Regions from separate parts of the Arabidopsis thaliana genome. Here region 1 is linked to region 2. Evidence: chromatin contacts called from public capture Hi-C data. All regions are on one chromosome and are shown on one strand. The core of a region is the stretch at or near the end of the contact, and the rest is flanking DNA. Distances in the headings are between cores, read along the strand shown.

The links. Capture Hi-C pulls out chosen DNA fragments and counts their contacts.
Region 1: a contact with region 2 is called in a capture Hi-C map of seedling, with 1.8 times the contacts expected there. The contact joins the promoter of OSM34 here to the promoter of MPK5 in region 2.

What each region holds. Positions count from the first base shown.
Region 1 is chr4:7,022,965-7,029,786 of TAIR10.1, forward strand. It overlaps OSM34 (osmotin 34), which reads right to left and starts at 3,260. Exons shown (of 2, transcript NM_117234.3): 1 at 2,755-3,260; 2 at 1,888-2,502. The coding sequence starts at 3,149. The coding sequence ends at 2,163. It overlaps SR (serine racemase), which reads left to right. Exons shown (of 5, transcript NM_117233.3): 5 at 36-354. The coding sequence ends at 288. It also overlaps the pseudogene AT4G11642 and AT4G05905.
Region 2 is chr4:6,889,852-6,896,826 of TAIR10.1, forward strand. It overlaps MPK5 (MAP kinase 5), which reads left to right and starts at 2,075. Exons shown (of 6, transcript NM_117204.7): 1 at 2,075-2,464; 2 at 2,719-2,848; 3 at 2,919-3,056; 4 at 3,133-3,465; 5 at 3,562-3,745; 6 at 3,822-4,432. The coding sequence starts at 2,292. The coding sequence ends at 3,994. AT4G11320 (Papain family cysteine protease) reads left to right here. Exons shown (of 4, transcript NM_117203.4): 4 at 1-28. AT4G11340 (Disease resistance protein (TIR-NBS-LRR class) family) reads right to left here. Exons shown (of 6, transcript NM_117205.1): 4 at 5,866-6,388; 5 at 4,788-4,860; 6 at 4,357-4,617. The coding sequence ends at 4,357.

The DNA.
Region 1 (6,822 bases), core at 2,010-4,509, 130 kb after region 2:
CATTCCTTCTCTAAACATTTTTTTTTTGCTATCAGGCCGGTGGTGAGGGACTTGGTAGATGATGTTGTCACCTTGGAAGAGTGTGAAATAATCGAAGCCATGAAAATGTGCTATGAGATACTGAAGGTCTCTGTGGAACCAAGTGGAGCTATTGGCCTTGCAGCAGTTTTATCAAACAGTTTCCGCAACAATCCTTCTTGTCGTGATTGCAAAAACATAGGAATTGTACTCTCAGGAGGTAATGTTGATTTGGGCTCTCTATGGGATTCATTTAAGAGTTCAAAATAAACACCTTTGCTTATTGCATTTCTTTCACGACTTCCTTAGATATCAATGAGAATGGCTGTATTATCCATTAAGTCGTTGATCTTATGATTATATGCGTACTCATATCTACGTACACACTTACTCACATACAAGAGAGAGACGAATCTCTACTCTTAATTATTTGATGCTCCTTTGTAACCAAATAACTACCTGGGTCAATCGGGAGCTTTGAGTCCCGTAGCACCTAGCTTAGCGCCTAAGGACGAAACACGACCCTGTAGTTTAGTGGAACTACAAGTGAAAGTGCTTGTTCGGTCGTCTTGTGGATAGTTGTAGGCGTCGGGACACCTATGTTTGAAGAATCTTGAGAACCCAGTGCTGCTACATGAACCTTGTCCGTTCGTATAACAGTACTGGTTTGACCTATAAACCGTACACGGGTTGTTGCAACCGCCCAGGGCTCTCAAGTCGTTTGGACACTGTCCTTCTATGTCTGCATTGCATATTATCCGGTGGCAATTCGAGCTTGTCGGGCTGGAAACAATTCACACCAACAAAACACTATCATCATCGATTCAAAACATTTTAAAATAGACTTTCGATTGTTGTTTTCTTTTTCTCGAGCAGAAAATTTAGGTTTGTAGGTTTATGTTCCATTTGTTTTTAGGAAAAAAAAACAAAATTATGAAAGATTTTGATGATATTCTTACCTAAACTCCATAGGAATGTTAAATCCATCCACAAGTGAGATGTCGTAGAAGTCTACGTTATTGTAGTGGGAGAGTCCCTTGCCCTTGCATTTAAGATGCAGAGTTTGGATTCAATCCTAGCAATATTAATGATTTTTTAGTCAGTTGTGTTTATAAATGGACTCAAAAAGCTTTCTTGCTTTAGGCATACATTAATTTACTCTGGACAGGTTTTGAGAAAATATACAGTGGACCTGATGATAAAAGAAAACAAAATTGCTGATTTAAGTAAACAAAATCTTACATTGGAACTTTTCATATGTAAAATTTTAGGTCTACTAAAGGAATTGTATATTCTGTGGTATATACTTTTACGTCCAATCTTTAATTGATTCATTGGAGACCGATCAATATTAATGTTAAACTCAACTACACCTAAAAGTCAAATTCCTGATGCTAAAATATTTAGTTTCACTAAACGTAATTCTCCCGAAAGCAGCCACGAATCGGTCTACATGATTTTACACACGCAATTAGACATTGAATTGTCTAAGGATATAATATTGTTTATTAGTCAGTTTATCCAACTTTATCAATAATTAATTATAGAAATTTTGACTTGAAAAAGTTAGTGATCTACTAGATTTTGTGTTTCTTCTGTATATTCGCAAACTCAAACCAACACAAGAACAATAAATGAGCTCAGTAGATTCCAATGTAAAATCTTGCAAACAAAAATTAAGATGTTTTCTTTAAGATATTTGCCAAATACTACTATACTGGAACATAAAGTTTTCTTTGTAGTATACGTAATCCAAAATCATAATTTTCTTTTTTCTAAACTTGATTTTCGGAAAATTATCAATCACAAAAATGAAAAAAATTATATTTTTCAATGTGAAAATGTTATTTGGGAGAAAGAATATTTTAATTTTCTAAATAATATATAGCATATTTATTTCAAGCATATAGTAAAAAATACAAGAATGATCTTCATTGTATCGAAGCGAAATTGTTATTTTTACATTAATTGATCGGAAAGAGAAAAATAAGTCCAACTTATACGTGGGTCGACTAACGTAATTATTATTGCATGCCTTATTATAATCCATTAAGTGTTTATGGTAACGTATATATGATCACGTCACACGTACGCATATCTACGTACACCCTCACACACACACACATACAGTAGATACGAGTCTATTAATTCTCCTCGGTGACCATCTTGATCGGGAGCTGGTGGGATCCAGTAGCACCGAGCCTAGACCTTGGACAAAACACGACCCTGTAGTTAGTGTTGGTGCAAGTGAAAGTGCTAGTCGGGTCATCTTGTGGATAGCTGTAAGCGTCAGGGCATCTCTGCTTAAAGAATCTTGAGTACTCAGTATCGCTACATGATCCCTGACCGTTCGTACAACAGTATTGGTTCGTCTGAAATACAGTACACGGGTTGTTGCATCCACCTGGGGCTCTCAACACGTTTGGACATTGTCCGTTTATGTCTGCGGTACATAGTATCCGATGGCAGTTCGAACTAGTTGGGCTGGAGATAGCACGCCAAAATAAGAAAGACAAATCATTATCGAGTCGTGTAAGAACCTAAAACGTTTAGAAGTATGAAATATAATTGTTCTCTTTTTTTATTATCTTTTTTTTTCTTGCATAGTAGAAAAAATGATTTTAACGCTTGTATATTATGTTAAATGTCAAGAGATTTTTACGTTTAGGAGTTCGAATTTATGAATAAAGCAAAAACTAAGTAGAACTTGTGAAACGATAATGGTGATATTCTTACCTAAACTCCATAGGTATGTTAAATCCATCGACAAGTGAGATATCGTAGAAGTCTAAGTTGTTGAATTGGTTCAAAGCGTACTCAGCCAACGTGTTTGGTGGCTGTCCCCAGCCAGTACATTGGAGTCCACCACTGCAGTCACCAGTTTGGCATCGGCCACGACCTGAGGAGTCAAAGTTACAATTGGTCCTACCCCAAATCCGTGCCATTTTAGTGCCCGCCGCGACATCTAGCCTCCATGATTGGCCAGCATCTAGACGTCGGCCACCTCCAGGGCTTGCGGCAGCCCACACGGTGTAACTACATTGGTTTAGGATTTCGAATGTGGCGGCTGTTGCGGTGGAGATGAGCAAAAGTGCGGAAAATATGAAAGTAGAGACCAAGAGGTTTGCCATTTTTTAGTTCTACTACTTTTATGTATGTGTGATCTATTGATAATATTACTATGGATTTTATATAGAGGTAAATGGTTACGTATTAGTTTGATTATTTTATTTTTTAATTAGTATTTGCATTTTTGAAGTTATCTAGATGATGAATGTTAATATGCTTTAATCATTTTAATAGGTTGGGGCGGCTTGACTATGTTTGATGGCTTGCGCTAACTTGCGCATAAGTCTTATTTCTAGATTGGGGTGTAGAATTAGGAGACACTACAAGTGACTTTGCTGTTTTACTATAGTTAAATACTATAAAACAAATCAATATTAATTTTAGATACAACCTTATTAAGTTGTAACTAAGAGAAATACTGAAATAGCTTAAAAAATTCATATTTTAAATGCATGATAAGAAAACTAATTTTGATCAAAAAAAAAAAAGATAACAAAACTTTTGTTAATTTTGATTGAGATTACAAATCAAGATTGAGTGGGATTACGAGCTGAAGTAGATTTGAGATTACGAACTAAAGAACTAAAGTGTCAGATTTGGTAAATGGTATCACACTTAATTTTGGAGTTTCAATTGGATAAGAGAAGCAAAACATTGAAAGAACAAGTTTGAAGATCTTCAATTCACGATCGAGCTGATGGAGAATTTCCTCAAGATTTTGTCTTTCTTTAATCAATTTTGTATCCACATGTAATTTCACAAGTCTTACAGTCTGACTATGTTGCTTCCTTATAATTTAATAAAACATATATAACCACAACTATATCAAGTATTTCATTCGTGCACGAAATAACGATCATGCGTGGTGCACACTAATTTAAGTAATTGTACTATATTAGAGAGATAAATGATGAAATATCGATGTCAATTTTATTATTTTCGTTAAATAGTATAAATATAAGTTTGTTGTTGAAAAAAAAGGATAAATATCATTTGAGATTACCGGGCATTTCTTATTATATAGTCCAAATTTTTTGTAGTTTTTAAGTTTCGATGACTATCATGTATATTGATGTGGACATTTTACTAACTTACTTTTTCAAATTTTTTCTATCGGACATTTACTATTTTTATTTTCTTATCAAAGATATATTTTATATCGTCAACCAATCTAGAAGTATTTATATTTCTAAAACAATTAGAGAAGAGGAAAAAACCCTCTTAGCAAGCCGATCAACAGCTTGATTACAACTCGAACGAACAAAATTCTAATGCAAGTCCTTAATTATAGTGTAGAGAACATCTTGAGACTTGAGTGTATAGAGATCTACTAATTTAAGTTGTAAATACTTGGACCTTGGGACTTCGAAGTTATATCACAAGATTGGTTCAGATGTCCAACAACTGAAAACATGGTGCAGCCCATTGCCCAATTACGAAGGAAAGTAATGGATTTCTTAATTCTTTAGCGAGTAAAATTTTTCACACGTAAGCATAACTTTTACTATTTTATCATTCTTTGTTATTATTTTGTGTTTTGATGGTTTGTATTATGTTTGTATCTTTTGTTTGAAAGTAATATACGTAGATGTTAAAAAAATGAATGTTACGAATTCATAATTTCAACTTCACGTTTTAATTTTGTCCATAAACAACGGCAGTGGCGGAGCCAGAAAAGTTTATTATGGTGGTCAAATATTAGTTTAACATGAGTCATAGGGGTCAGCTGAGATGAATCAAGCCAAAATATACCATTATATACCAATTAAATAAGCATGTAAATAAGAATTTTAAAATGTTATGGGGTCAACTGACCCCCTTGGTTATGAGTTAGCTCCGCCACTGGACAACGGTGTGTAAATAATAATTTATCCTAATACAGAGAGATTAATGTGAACAAAACAACATACTTAACAAATTTATTCATTGATTTTCTTAAAAATAATCATCGTAGTAACCATTGGTATATTCAAAACTTTTTCCAAAAATTTCTTCAACGATGATACTCGTCTTGAAAAATCATGTGACATCTATTGGCACACATACATCCTAGTGGTGCAGCCAAAAGTTTTGTTTACGAGGGTCATAATTATTTTTCTTTAAATAATAAATTATATATTTAAAATATATTTTTTTCAAGATTTTTTAAAATTTTCTAACTAAACCAAACTAAATAATCTAATTTTCTTAATATTATATATAAATATGTAGTTTTTAATATGTTTCACTTGGCAAATAAATAATATTTGTAGGTCATCATCTTTCTTATTTCTAGTTGTATTATGGACATTTATTTTCAAATTTTTTTTTTTATTAAAGTACTGTATATAGTATATTATTGTGTTTATCTTGCCTTTTTTATTATCTATACTATTAATTGGGAAGTATCGTGTGAACTACAACATTGTAAGGGTAGTTTAAAATTAACTAAATGAATTTTTTGCATGGGTAATTTAATAAATTAACAACTACTCCAACTAAATAAATAGAGAATATTACATTCTAAGACACTTTTCTCAAACAATTTCCGAGATACGACACTTTCAAAACACAAGGCACTTCTAATATAAAAATTGTCCATTTTGTCTTCAAACCAATTTCGGTTCAATTCTTTAATTTTAATTTCTAAACGAAAATCAATTTGTAAGAAACCTCTCTTTCTCACCCAATCCCCCACGACGACTTTACAATTTCTGTTTGTTTCCATCTTCATAATTGTTGCTTTCTCACTTCTCAATGTCAATACACATCGATTTCTCCTCCCAATACCGTTTCAATTTCCTCGTACTACTCCCTTACGACTGACAATGATCAATCCTTCTTCCATTACTTCCACCATCTTCTTCGATTATGCGTGACGGCTCAACAATGCAGGTAAGTGCATGCCCAAATAATTTTATCCGATTTCATCTTCTGTTCTGGGTCATTAGCTGCGAATCTCATATATGTTTACTCTCGGTGAGGACTCGTCCTCGATGCCTGTAACGTCTTTGAGATTGTTTCTCTTGTTTTGTTGTCGGATTTGCGTTTGTGGAACTCGATTCAAAAAGCTAATATGTCTCATGGGATATACGAGTTTGCTTTTGAGCTTTACATAAGAATGCGTGAACGAGATCTCACAGAGTAATTGTCATGTCTTGATTAGATTTTGACTTTTCATTGCATGAATCTTAAGTCACTGTCCATTTATACATTGTTAAATGAAACAATTGATCTTATATTCTCTTTGATTCAATTTTGCAGATGATTCCTTGCACTACATTAAATTATATCACAAACGGACGTACTGTGCATCCATGAATTCAACTTAATTCAAATGATTGGTGACCATAGATGATAGAACAAACAAATATGGTTAGCTGGATGCTTACTTATTGATGTCATCCAAGAGAATCTGTCCATTCAGAAGCAAACATGGATATTGTGCTCATTCTATTCACTATATAAGTATATATGTTTCTTGTTATATTTAGGATTAGTATACAATTTTGGTTATAATGATGGGAGTTTCCATACACAAGTGAATAAATGGTCAAAGAAAAATGAACGATGATGTACTTTGAATTGGCGTTTGAATTGGTGATTATTGTTCATGTATAAACTTGTGTATTGAAATGAAACAACCCCGTAAGTCACTAGATGACCACATGGACTAGACCGCTTGGACAGTCATCAATGGACACTTGTGTCTTTGATTTACTTTAAATGTGTTTTATTGGTCGGTAAAATTACCAT
Region 2 (6,975 bases), core at 825-3,324:
GATCGGAAATTTCACTTTATTTATCAATAATATATATAACATTCATATTTTTCAAAATAACTATATCTTAATAGAAGTCTCACGATTCGATACTTCGATCGACCACAACCAGACGTAGTCTCGTGTGATTGTGTGACTAACTTTAAAAACAACAATAATGAAATCAAAACACGAAAATCTAATTCTTACGTCCTTGTTTTTTAAATTCTCTTACGTCAATTCTTACCTTTGCGACCAAAAGAACATGTTAAATTTAAACCTACTAATTTCCGATTTAAATTTCTTAATCTTGTTACTATGAACCAAAAATTACACAATCTTTTCCCACGGAACAAAGATTATTTATTAGTATCCATATACATACAAATATACAATACACTCAAGCCACTCATATTTCGTACTTGATCAAGATATTTTCCCCCGGTAAAATCCAATTTAGAATTGTACAACATATATATTGGAAGTTCCGTTGTGTCATACCGTCACACTAATAATACAGCATACCAATAATAGAGCGCAAACGTTTCACATTGAATAGTTCACCACATATCAACTTGAGTAAATTATTATGCTTAGAGTTGTTGTCTTTTTGTTTTTTTATTTTTTTTGAATATCTGGAAATTCAAACTCAAAGACCTTACATTTTCTAGAGGCGGGATCCACACCAGATTAAATTCATATCCTTTGGGAAAGAAATCTCTTCCAACATGCCTCAAACCCAGTATTTCTAACTGAGAGATTTACCTACATAATTCAACAATCATGTCTATTATGTTTTCAATTTAGGATATCTAAAAATATTGTGAAGATAAACGAAACAAAACTTGAGGGAAAAAAAACAGTCACGTGAGTCATGAGTTATAAAGCATGGATAATGTTGGAGATCTAATTAATCTAATTGAATGCCACATCAAATTAAGCCAATCAGTGGAGAAGATCAATAATAAAAGTGAATTGGATCTGCCACTACACTTTTAGCATGAATATGGCTAAAAGAGATTGGTATTGGTAATGGTATCGTTGTCGGAGATTGTCGTACCAATTAAATAACATGTAATTATTGGATATATATTATATTGTGTCGGCCTAGTCATATTTGATGTGTAAGTGCGAGTGATTTGAGTTAGATATGGGGTATTTTACGAGGAAAATATTGAACAATTTAGGGTATTTTAAGGGTTGTAGTTTGAGCATCACAAGTTAATTATATTTAGGTTCTGCGTAAATTTGACTCAAAAGATTAAGTTATCAAAAGAAACCTCGTATAATATGATCCATATTAATTTTCTTTTTTTTATATAGAAAAGTTGAAGATTATGAGTAAATTGGTAAACTCGCGATATTCCAGAGTTCAAAACGTAATTTTAATGACAATTTGGTGAATAGTATAAATTAATATATTAAGTAAAAGATAACATTCTATTCGATATTGGTTTAATATGTCAACTGTTATATGTACATATAAGATGTTACTGATATATTAAGTGAATAATATGATATTCACCAAAAAAAATTGTATAATGAATGTGACTTTGAGTTGAAAGTTTGAAAACGAAGAGACTATAACATTTGAAGGAATCTATGGAATACGGGTGTGGAACCAATAGTGGAGGCCCTCTTCATAAACCGAGTTTCCCGAGATCCAAATTGTGCTGATGGAGCGGTTTCTAACGTTCTTGTCGATAATACTTGCAAGCTTGGCCGAAGGAACAGAAGAGTTACCATGACGTCTACCATTACGCTCGCACCACAAAGTATGAATTGATTATATGGAATACATACCTTAGAATGAAAGTATGTAGTTTTGGATGAGAATCATCAAGTAGAAGAGGAGAGATTAAACTCCAACTTGTATTGTATCTCAGTATCTGTTGCGAAGAATTCCTTTAGTGAGAGATGTGTATTGATAGGTGAAAAGGAAAAGGTCTCTTACTTTCATATTACGTGGGCCTCATAACATAGACCAGAGCTGATAGCATACCTCTCTCTATATTAAATAGATGGGCCAGGCCCAAACGTTTACCCATCTGTATTTATTACAAAGTACACGTGGCTGATGGACATGTGACGATACGTTTTGACCTATTCAAAATATTCAAACTAATGAAAAAGAGTCGTTGTCCTCTGACGCGTCTCTCTCTATCTCCTTAGATTTTCAAAGTTTTCAACATTCAACAAAATCATTATTTTAATTTTGCAGAGACGAATCGAATCGATCTCATCTCCAAAAATCTTGTATTCAAAGTTTGATTTTCTGGGTTTCTTCTGTATTATCTCGATATTTGAAAAAAATGGCGAAGGAAATTGAATCAGCGACAGATTTAGGTGATACTAACATCAAAGGAGTTCTTGTTCATGGAGGAAGATATTTTCAATACAATGTTTATGGAAACTTGTTTGAAGTTTCTAATAAGTATGTTCCTCCTATTCGACCTATTGGTAGAGGAGCTTACGGTTTTGTCTGGTACAACTTCTACCCTTTTGTGTATTTCATATTCTTGTTTCTTACTTAGTATTTGTAACCCTAATTAGATAAAGAACTAAGTATTGGTATAGGTTTTTGAATTAGGGTTGCTTGCAAAATTTGATCTTTTTTGGATTTAAGAAAGGTTCTGTCTTCAAAATCATAGTTTAAATTGAATGAATTTGATGATTTGTTTGTGTTTGTGTTTATGTATAAGCAAAATGATTCATGAGAGTATTGGTTTATTGTTATAGTGCTGCAGTAGATTCGGAGACACACGAAGAGATTGCGATAAAGAAGATAGGTAAAGCCTTTGATAATAAAGTAGATGCAAAGAGAACATTGAGAGAGATTAAGCTACTTCGTCATTTAGAACACGAGAACGTAAGTTTTGTACTCTATTTTCGCGGTAAACGATTAGAGTTTCTAGCTAATGTGGTCTTGACTTGTACAGGTTGTTGTTATAAAAGATATCATTAGACCACCAAAGAAGGAAGATTTCGTTGATGTTTATATAGTTTTTGAGTTAATGGATACTGATCTTCATCAGATTATTCGATCAAACCAATCTTTGAATGATGATCATTGTCAGGTACGGTTTTTACTCTGCTATATTTGATACTATGGTTGATTTAATCACAAGTGATTCACTTTTTCTTCTTTTGCAGTACTTCTTGTATCAGATTCTACGAGGACTCAAATATATTCATTCAGCAAATGTTTTACATCGTGACCTTAAGCCGAGTAATTTGCTTTTGAATTCGAATTGCGATCTTAAGATTACTGACTTTGGTTTGGCAAGGACTACATCAGAAACAGAGTATATGACAGAGTATGTTGTAACACGATGGTACAGAGCACCAGAGCTGCTTCTTAATAGTTCTGAGTATACATCTGCTATTGATGTATGGTCTGTTGGTTGCATATTTGCTGAGATTATGACAAGGGAACCGCTTTTCCCGGGGAAGGATTACGTTCATCAGCTTAAACTTATCACTGAGGTATGATGTTCTGTTTTAGAAAGATCTGTACAAATGTTGGAAACTTTTATTTGTGTGTTGCAATGTGTTTATGAGTTGTTTCATGTGGTTGAGTAGTTGATAGGATCACCTGATGGAGCGAGTCTAGAGTTTCTCAGAAGCGCGAACGCGAGAAAATATGTTAAGGAGCTACCTAAGTTCCCAAGACAAAACTTTTCAGCTAGGTTTCCTAGTATGAATTCTACAGCTATCGATCTACTAGAGAAAATGCTCGTGTTTGATCCAGTAAAACGTATCACGGGTATGATGAGAAAAATTGTACATAGCGAGATTGGCATATGGGTGATGAATCCTTGATCATACTCTTTGTTTTGCAGTTGAGGAAGCACTGTGTTATCCTTACTTGTCAGCTCTTCACGACCTTAACGACGAGCCTGTTTGTTCCAACCATTTCAGTTTCCATTTTGAGGATCCGTCTTCCACTGAAGAAGAGATAAAGGAGCTTGTGTGGCTCGAATCTGTGAAGTTCAATCCTCTGCCGAGCATTTAAAACATTATTTAAGAAGGGGAAAGCAAGTTTTATACTCTGACATTGAGCAAAACAAATTAGTAGTGTTTAAGCTCTGTTTCTCCTTCATCTCATGTTGATCGTTGTTTAAGCTATTTCACTAGTTAAAAAAGCTGTCTTGCAACTCAAGAAATTGTTCTATAAGGATCCTTGTAACCCAAGACATATCTTTAGTAGTTATGTCCATTCTTATTATCAGGATGTCTTAGATAGTGTTCTGTTTCTTCTACATATCATGTTGTTATCTTGTAACTCAAGAAATTAAATTAAAAAGCTATCTTTGTTTAGACTTGTATCATGTCACTTGGATTGTACTCGTAGAAAATGGGAAAAACTCGATGTGTTTATTCATCTCCAGCAGTTTCTTCAAGCACTACGTCGAGCTCTTGCAAATTTTGGTAATGAACACTAGTTCGATCCTTCACTCTCGAAACTCGACAAAAAAGTCTATCAACTTCGTCTCTTGACTCTATTCGAGTGATATTTTCATCATCTAGAAGGACGTTGATCCCACTCCTTCGTAACGCGGCTCTAAGAAGGCTGGAGAACTTGTTGCGGATCTCTCGACTCCGAAAACTTATGTAAACTTGATGTTGCGGCGTAATCTAGAGATTTTACAATGATTAGCCACTAGATTTATACAATAATTATATATATATAATTAACATACAGTATGTTCTTTTGTACACACCTTTTTTTTTTCTTTGTCATTGGCAATATTTCAATTTCTCTAATTCTAGAACTACATAATTTTTGATTTAATAGGATTACGTACGTGTGATGAGGAAACGTTGTCAAGCATTGCCTTAACCTTCTCGACGATTTCATTTACGAAGGTTGCTTGGTTGCTTCCAAAACAAAGTAAGAAAGAAAACAAATCATATAAGTATGATAACAATGTCGCAAATGGAAGAAACTACTGTTAAATGACCTCATTTTTAGTACGTAAGATTTTGAAAGTTATAAAGACTAATTTCCACATATTAGGAATCTAACATTCAAATATTAAAAGATTTAATACTGTTTATACATAGTCAATACTCAATACATTCATTTTTAACTCGGTTTGGAGAATGTATTGTTTACTAGATTTTAACCCGCGGTATACTGCGAGAACAATTTTATTTTTAAATTAGTATATATTAAAGTTTGCAAATTAAATCTATTTATATAATATTTTTATTTTATAGTTTACAATTGTTATTAAATAACGTCTTGTCAAACTCGTCCCGCCAAATCCGTCCCGTAAAAAACCCGCGGTACACCGCTAATTTAAATATATAATTAAAATAAATATTTTACGGGATTGCAATTGTATTTTGGTTTGTCAAACAAATATTTGTTTTAAATAGTTGCCAAAATCTAGCTCAAATTTTGGAGAAATAAGATTTATTGTATAGATAAAGAATGTATTTAGGTGTGTTTTGCTCATTTTAAGGGATTGCAATTGTATTTTGGTTTGTCAAACATTTTTTGTTTTAAATAGTTGCTGAAATCTAGTTCAGATTTTGGAGAAATCTGCATGACATATGAGATTAGAATATATTTGGAATATTTTTCGTTTGTTAATTAATTTATTACCAAAAAAAACAATAATTAAAAGTCAGTGACAGCCATTGTAAATAAATCTTAACTCCAGGATTTATTTCACAAAATAGCTGCAAAAATGTATATGTAGATACCACTGCTTTTCTGTGATATTTTGACATTTTAAAAATATGGTTCCAATCATTTTCTAGTTATATTGATTTACGAATTAACTATATTAACTAAGAATGCATTCCACTCAGTATTAGTTAATCTATGATTCCTTAAAAGCTAAAAACATAGTGATTAGTTAAATAAAATCAAACCTCCCCTTCTTATATGTTAAGCCCAAGCGAGACGCGACCGAAATCAAAGCTTTTCTCCATCCTTCGAATCTCTTCTCTGCATCCTCCCAAGCCTTCTTACTAATCTGCCTAGCTTTCTTCCGCTCATCGTGCTCCAACTGCAGTAGATTGTAGTTGAAAGTACTTCTTGCGACCTGAAGTTTAACGTGACAAGTCTCAACCTCAAAAAAGATAGGACAAGAATCAAGCATCTTAAGATCCATTTGTTTCTCGATCTCCACCAACTCGTCTAAGCACCAAGTGGACTCCGGATAGTTTTCCGAGAAGATCACGACAGCGATCCTCGAGTCTTTTATAAGCTTCAAAAGATTCTCATCGATTGGTTTTCCCCTAGGTGCGTCCTCGTCCGTTACCACGTTGATACCATTCTTTATCAATGCGTCTTTAAGAAAGCTGAAGAAGTTATAGCGAACGTCGCTGCCTCGGAAACTTACAAACACTTGATGTTGGGGCGGAGCTCTGCCCTTCACGGCCAATACCTTCTCTTGATCCATTCTTTAGTCTTTGTGTTTTTGGTAGCACAATAGAAATGGTCTCGGGACTCTCATTTATAATCATATGTAATGTTGAATATTCAAATTAAATGTTACAATTTGTAATATTAAATAGAATGAAAGTTGCATGAAATTTCACATGATATATGTTTTCCCCGGTCTTGAACGTACGATATATCTGGAATTAGTAAACCAATAAGGAAAGGTCGGTGTTTTCAGAAATTTTAAACTTTACGTACAGATTTATTTTATATATGATAAGATATCTAGTTAGGTACGCGTAATTGTTTTTTCTTACGTATAACATTACATTTTATTAACCTCAATAGTCAAATATTATGATGCATCAGGGAAAACTAGATTAACTACGCTTACTAACTACAATTTTAAAATATTAATTAGTATGTTCGGTAAATTGTAAACCCGATATAGATGCTTGACTTTGACTATGTCTTTCTATTTCTTGGCAAGTCACTTGGTACATATAATTAACAACTATCTAAATATATGTACCTCGTTAAACCGTAAGAAAATTCCAGGAAAATCAATCAGATTTTACATAATGTTGCAAGAAAAT